2 separate regions of the Bombyx mori genome follow, and region 2 is linked to region 1. The links are chromatin contacts, called in public Hi-C maps. All regions are on one chromosome and are shown on one strand. The core of a region is the stretch at or near the end of the contact, and the rest is flanking DNA. Distances in the headings are between cores, read along the strand shown.

Region 1 (2,852 bases), core at 104-2,603:
ATCTTCAGAGCCGACCTCCCTGGCGTCATTAAGAATGACAATCTCATAACGACTTTTTCGCGCAATAAAACTGTGCGCAGGCTCTTTCTTTCGTGTTTTGTCTTTAGCGACCATATTGACTATAACCATCTGTTTGAATAATCTAAAGCACTATTTTATAGGGCTGTCTTTCACAAGTTTTTTATTACTGTTTTATCAATAGCAATGTACCACTAAAAGTCGATTAACTATGAGCACCCTTCATCTAACTCAAACAAAAAAAAATCAATTTCCAGAATAATGCATGTACGTTCAAAGTTATTGAGTAGTTTGGTAAATTAATTATGATTGATTCGTAGTTACGAATCGATTTAATTGTGTGTTCTCGTAAAATTAATTTGCCATTGTACGTAATGGTATTGTTAGTGATCTAATAGATGCCTTAAGCGTTATGCACTAGTGTATAACACAGAAGCGTTTTCATCTTTCATTTTAATTTCATTCGTTTAAAGCTAAATCTACTCATTATTATATAAATACAATTTCTAATGATTTAATTCCTCCACAATTACATAACGATTTATGGTAATGAAAGCGGATCTGTTTAAAAATATCTATGTGCATATTAAAATTTTATGAATGTGTTGATTTAATACGAATGAAACTATATGAAAAAACATAAAAGAAATTACATTATTATAATGATGTTACTAAACTAAAAAGTCTGATTCGCTTACACTTTTCTTGGCGATTTAGTGAATGACTCGTCAAAACTTTTGAATTAATACACTTTCACTCGGCAGGCGATGTGTGTTTAAGTCACTACCGTAAAAACTGAGTTCTTAGAACTCAGGTCTCGAGATGGGTGCCGATATTTACGTTATAGATGTCCATGGGCTCAGGTAACCACTTAACAACGGGTGAGCCGTGAGCTCGTCCACTCGTATTTATCGCTGTCAATCGCCTGCCTGACGTCAACCCTCCTTGGAAATGCTTTTTTTGGTAGATTGGCCGCTACCAGTCGGGTAAGGCGCTGGATATTTGCATTTAAATCCCCCTGTCGCCTTTTACAACACCCCTGGGAAGATAAGGGGGCGGAACTATTCTTAGCCGGATCCGTGCGGACTTACCACACCTCATAAGCAATATAAAAAAGCCAGATTAGGATCGGAGGTTTTGTTCTCGTGTTCTTAAAGTACGTACCTGCGACACGCTGTCGGGCGCGGGCGCTCTGTGGTCGTAATGAGAGCTGAGTTCATCGTCGTCATGACTCCAGCAGTCTCCGGTGTCCACGTCGTCCAGTGCCGAATACAGGGAGAGCGCAGGCCACTCAGGCACGAGGTTCTCCTCACTCTTCGTATGTCTGATGGGGGGAGAGTGGGGAGCTGGTGGCGCTGGAGGCAGCTGGCGAGGAGGAAGAGGCTCGTGCCCGTCAGTCTCTAGTACCTCCACGTACATTATGTACGGAGCCTGTGAGACAAATGTATCAATGTAATGTATTCAAATAATACAAGCCTCTGGGTCTGCGGAGGGACTTCGGTTCCCTCTGTATTTTGTACCGTATGTTCCATGGGGAGTGCTCTGAGGAATTGTTCGAGATGATACCGGCATCTCGTTTTTACCATCGCACCGCCCGCCACCGGAGTAGAGTTCATCCATACTACCTGGAGCCACTGCGGTCATCCACAGTGCGTTTCCAGAGGTCTTTTTTGCCACGTACCATCCGGCTATGGAATGAGCTCCCCTCCACGGTGTTTCCCGAGCGCTATGACATGTACTTCTTCAAACGAGGCTTGTGGAGAGTATTAAACGGTAGGCTCTGCCCCTGGCATTGCTGAAGTCCATGGGCGACGGTAACCACTCACCATCAGGTGGGCCGTACGCTCGTCTGCCTACAAGGGCAATAAAAAAAAAATAAAAAAAAAAAAAATAAAAAAAAAAAAACAGATAATTAGTTTATCATTCATCTTTTACAATACAGACGTGTGACCAAACTCACGGCCCACCTGGTGTTAAATGGTTGGCGGAGCTCATGGACGACACAACGTTAATATATATAAATATTTATTCTATGATTAAACAGAACTTTGTCTGTATATTAAATACATTTATAAGAATTGTTATAATTTCTTTTTGTTTTTTGCTTAGATAGTTGGACGAGCTCACAGCCCACCTGGTGTTAAGTGGTTACTGAAGCCCATAGACATCTGCAATGTAAATGCGCCACCCACCTTGAAATATAAGTTCTAAGGTCTCAGTATAGTTACAACGGCTACCCCACCCTTCAAACCGAAACGCATTACTGCTTCACGGCAGAAATAGGCGGGGTGGTGGTACCTACCCGTGCGGACTTACAAGAGGTCCTACTACCAGTCATTTACGAAGAGACGTCATTGCCTCGACCACTAATCTTCGATTTTTTACATGTCTATTTTTGCGTTTATTTGAGCATCGAACAAGGTGACTAGAGTAAAGTTTTTGTGCGTAAACAGTTTTGATTAGACTTTAAAATTATTTCAAATCAGCGAAATTTAGTTACATAACAAATTAGTGAATCCAAATTTCTTAACTTTCTTAACAGCTCAAATTCCGCATACATACATTCATAGCATTATTTAATCAAAATCCAACGCGGCTAGAGCCTTGGTCGAAATTCCCATATCTCCTTGGCAACATAAACAACTCACAATAAGCAACTCTAACAAAATTAAAAACAAACATTTCTTATTTATTTCTCCGTAAAGCCATTGAATAACGTCATAATGATAGTAAAGATAAAATACTTAATAATATTAAGCTATCGCTAGAATGTTACCGGTTTGGAGACATCTTAGATAATTCGATTATTTAATACGAGTACAATGAATCAATTA
Region 2 (2,852 bases), core at 202-2,701, 40 kb after region 1:
CTTATATAAGATAAGCAAAACCCAGAATATGTCAAGGATATTTGAAAGTATTTCAAGTTTACACGTCCAAAATAGAAGTGGCTCTTTTACATTTATTTTTTAGACCATTATTTTATGATAACATTGTTTACTTTGTGATTTGTATTGAAATTTTAATTGATTGTTACCTTTATAAGTTGATGTCATGTAAAGTTAAACTATGTAGTAGAAAATTCATAACAGTGAGCATGTTTTATCAATGAGATAATTCTTTTAGGATATCCTATCCAAGGATATAGATAAATGTAAGGAGTGTGCTTGCATAGCAAAATAAAAACAGTTTAAAATCATTGGACAAAATCAACTATCTAAACAACACACTAATCAATAAATGAGAATATTGATAAGGTAAATAAATTATCTGTACATATTACATTTTCTAATGTCTATGCAAATATATTGTCTTTGCTTTATTCCAAATGACTTCTCAATCTCCTGCTAGATCCTACTTTTTTGTTTTCAGGTTAAATTATCCTTACATTTAGTTTCTAAATGTTGTTAGTACTGTATTTTCCCTACTAATTGTTATTATAACATAATTTGATTAACATTTAATTAGACTACTACGCTAGTAGTAGGAAAGACTGGCATAAAAATAATATATGTGCAAAATCCTTTTTGTTTAGAAACAATCGAAATGAGTGGTGCCTACCTGAAATCCAAGCTGAGGTTTCTCTGGTGGATAGTACTCTTTCCATTGCGGGAGTCTGACCGACTTCCGTGCACGGGAACATCCTCCAACATGCTCACACACTGGTTGCCGCGTCACAACACTTTACCCATATCACAAATGCCCAGCATGAAATCACAAGGTAAATAACAACATGGCGACCTCACAACAACTGTTCTACAATTTACGAATTTACTATGAAAGTTAAGAAATATTAAGGCGGTACTGATGTTTCAAAAACGATACTACCTTATCACAGCCTTCACAATATTGTAAATTTACAACTACCAATAACGTTGTTGCAACTTGTTTTTATGGTCCTACAATATTAATTTTAATTTTTTAATATTGTAAAGTATAACACAATAATTTTAAATATAAATTCTACATATAATAATCTCGAAATAAAATAAACTCCAATATTTTCTAAACAAACAGATCTCTAAAAATTAAAGAAATCGATGACTTTCCCAGTAAGAGGATACCATATTTTTACCGATTTTTTTCTTGTCAACAAAGCAGTGAGCTACCCAGTTTCACAAATCGTCAAGATTAGTAGAAATTAGTAGAAAAAAAAGGAGTTTGTATAGTAGAAAGCGTTATAGCTCTTCATTTTCTACATCGAAATAAATGTAACAGTTTGGTAAAACGTGTTTAATTAAAGTGTATTTTTATCTAACGATTTTTTTTTACTATTCGGTACACATTTCATAGTTACCAATTAATAAACAGTTTATTTAAATTGCATATTCATGCGGTTTCATTTGTAAAATCCAAATCTACATTTTGACCATAAGATGACAAAATACAAAACAAGCTGAAAATTTAAAATATAAAAACATGACTTATAAATACCCAAGGTAATGACACTATGTAGATTTTTTATATCATACATATCGTCTTATCTTATTTCATTTCACTCCATGTTATCATTTTCTTAAAAATAAGAATATAAATTAAAATAAGACATGACCTAAAGGTCTTAGTTACCAGGTCATAAAATCCCTATAAAAAAAAGTCGCTAATTATGTTCAAAAAAAATATTGAAATTGATCAATTTTTTTGACCTTTTCACCAAGTTTGTGATGCCATAGAAATTTTCAAAGAAAAACAGAATTTTTGGGAGGTTAAAAAATTCTGAATATCATCTTAAAGTAAACCTTACATCTCAAGAAAATGGCTCACAAGTAAGCAAATAATATACCAAGTTAAATTTCTATCTTGGACAGCGTATTACCTCTAATAATGTATATATCATTACAGCATTAAAATTCTACCCGGAGCAACTGTCTGCGAAGACTGTACCTTAGAGGGTGATATAACCATAGGAGGAGGTACAGTTATTCATCCGAGAGTCAGCATTATAGCTGAAGGCGGACCTATTATAATTGCTGAATACTGTATTATTGAAGAATATTCTACTATAATACATAAGTATGTTGGAATTCTATTGCTCAACTTGAGTATTGTAATTATTAGAAATAAAAATAAGTAATCATCTGCTATCTCTACTGAACACAGTAACATGACGGTGAACATGATAAACATATTTAAAAACACATTTTGAAATCCAAACAAATATGTATATGGTACAATTTAATATGCATTCCTGCTTAAAATTATTTAATAATCTATATTCTGTAAAATAATAAAATTGAATATTAATATTGTCATATTAGAAATGAATAAATATTAGGAATATAATTAATCATTTTTATGTATATGAAAGTTACTGCAAATTTTAATTCTTTATATGATGTAAATTATCATATCATATTGTTTAATTCTTATAATTAACAAAATGGTCGAAACTTCTTAATTCACTACTAAACTATTGATGACTCATTCTTCTTTTATTTTTATTTTCAGAAAGAGTGATAAACAGGAGAATCCCCCAAAGCCATTGTTTATAGGTGCACACAATGTTTTTGAAGTTGCTTGCAAACTGGAGTCTATCTATGGTCACGTCGGTGAAAGTAATGTTTTTGAATGCAGATCTTTTGTTGGAGAAGAAGTCAAAGTTGGCAGTGGTTGTGTAATAGGTAAGCTAGTTTTAGTAGGTACGAAAATAAGCAAAATACATAGCCCTTAATAGGAAGATGAATAAAAATTTTAAATTAGGATATTGAGCCACAGGAATAAA

Evidence for each region. A called contact is a pair of places that touch in the nucleus more often than the background predicts.
Region 2: a Hi-C map of posterior silk gland shows a contact between it and region 1, with 2.1 times the contacts expected there. The contact joins the promoter of LOC101741374 here to the enhancer-like site in region 1. A contact is called at or near these places in 4 of 7 Hi-C or Micro-C datasets (midgut, posterior silk gland and whole pupa).

Annotation. Positions count from the first base shown.
Region 1 is chr9:3,737,773-3,740,624 of ASM3026992v2, forward strand. LOC101741374 (phosphatidylinositol 4-kinase beta) reads right to left here. Exons shown (of 10, transcript XM_004922881.5): 4 at 1,183-1,449. Among protein-coding and RNA genes, the nearest start is that of LOC119628979, 4.8 kb to the left of the region's middle. Within about 2 kb of position 1,354, at least 3 of the 8 cell types and tissues checked have open chromatin away from gene starts, as enhancers often do.
Region 2 is chr9:3,777,933-3,780,784 of ASM3026992v2, forward strand. LOC101741374 (phosphatidylinositol 4-kinase beta) reads right to left here and starts at 1,452. Exons shown (of 10, transcript XM_004922881.5): 1 at 692-1,452. The coding sequence starts at 783. LOC101741513 (dynactin subunit 6) reads left to right here and starts at 1,641. Exons shown (of 4, transcript XM_004922882.5): 1 at 1,641-1,896; 2 at 1,973-2,143; 3 at 2,579-2,751. The coding sequence starts at 1,886. LOC110386866 (a long non-coding RNA gene) reads left to right here and starts at 76. Exons shown (of 2, transcript XR_009973793.1): 1 at 76-387; 2 at 666-1,458.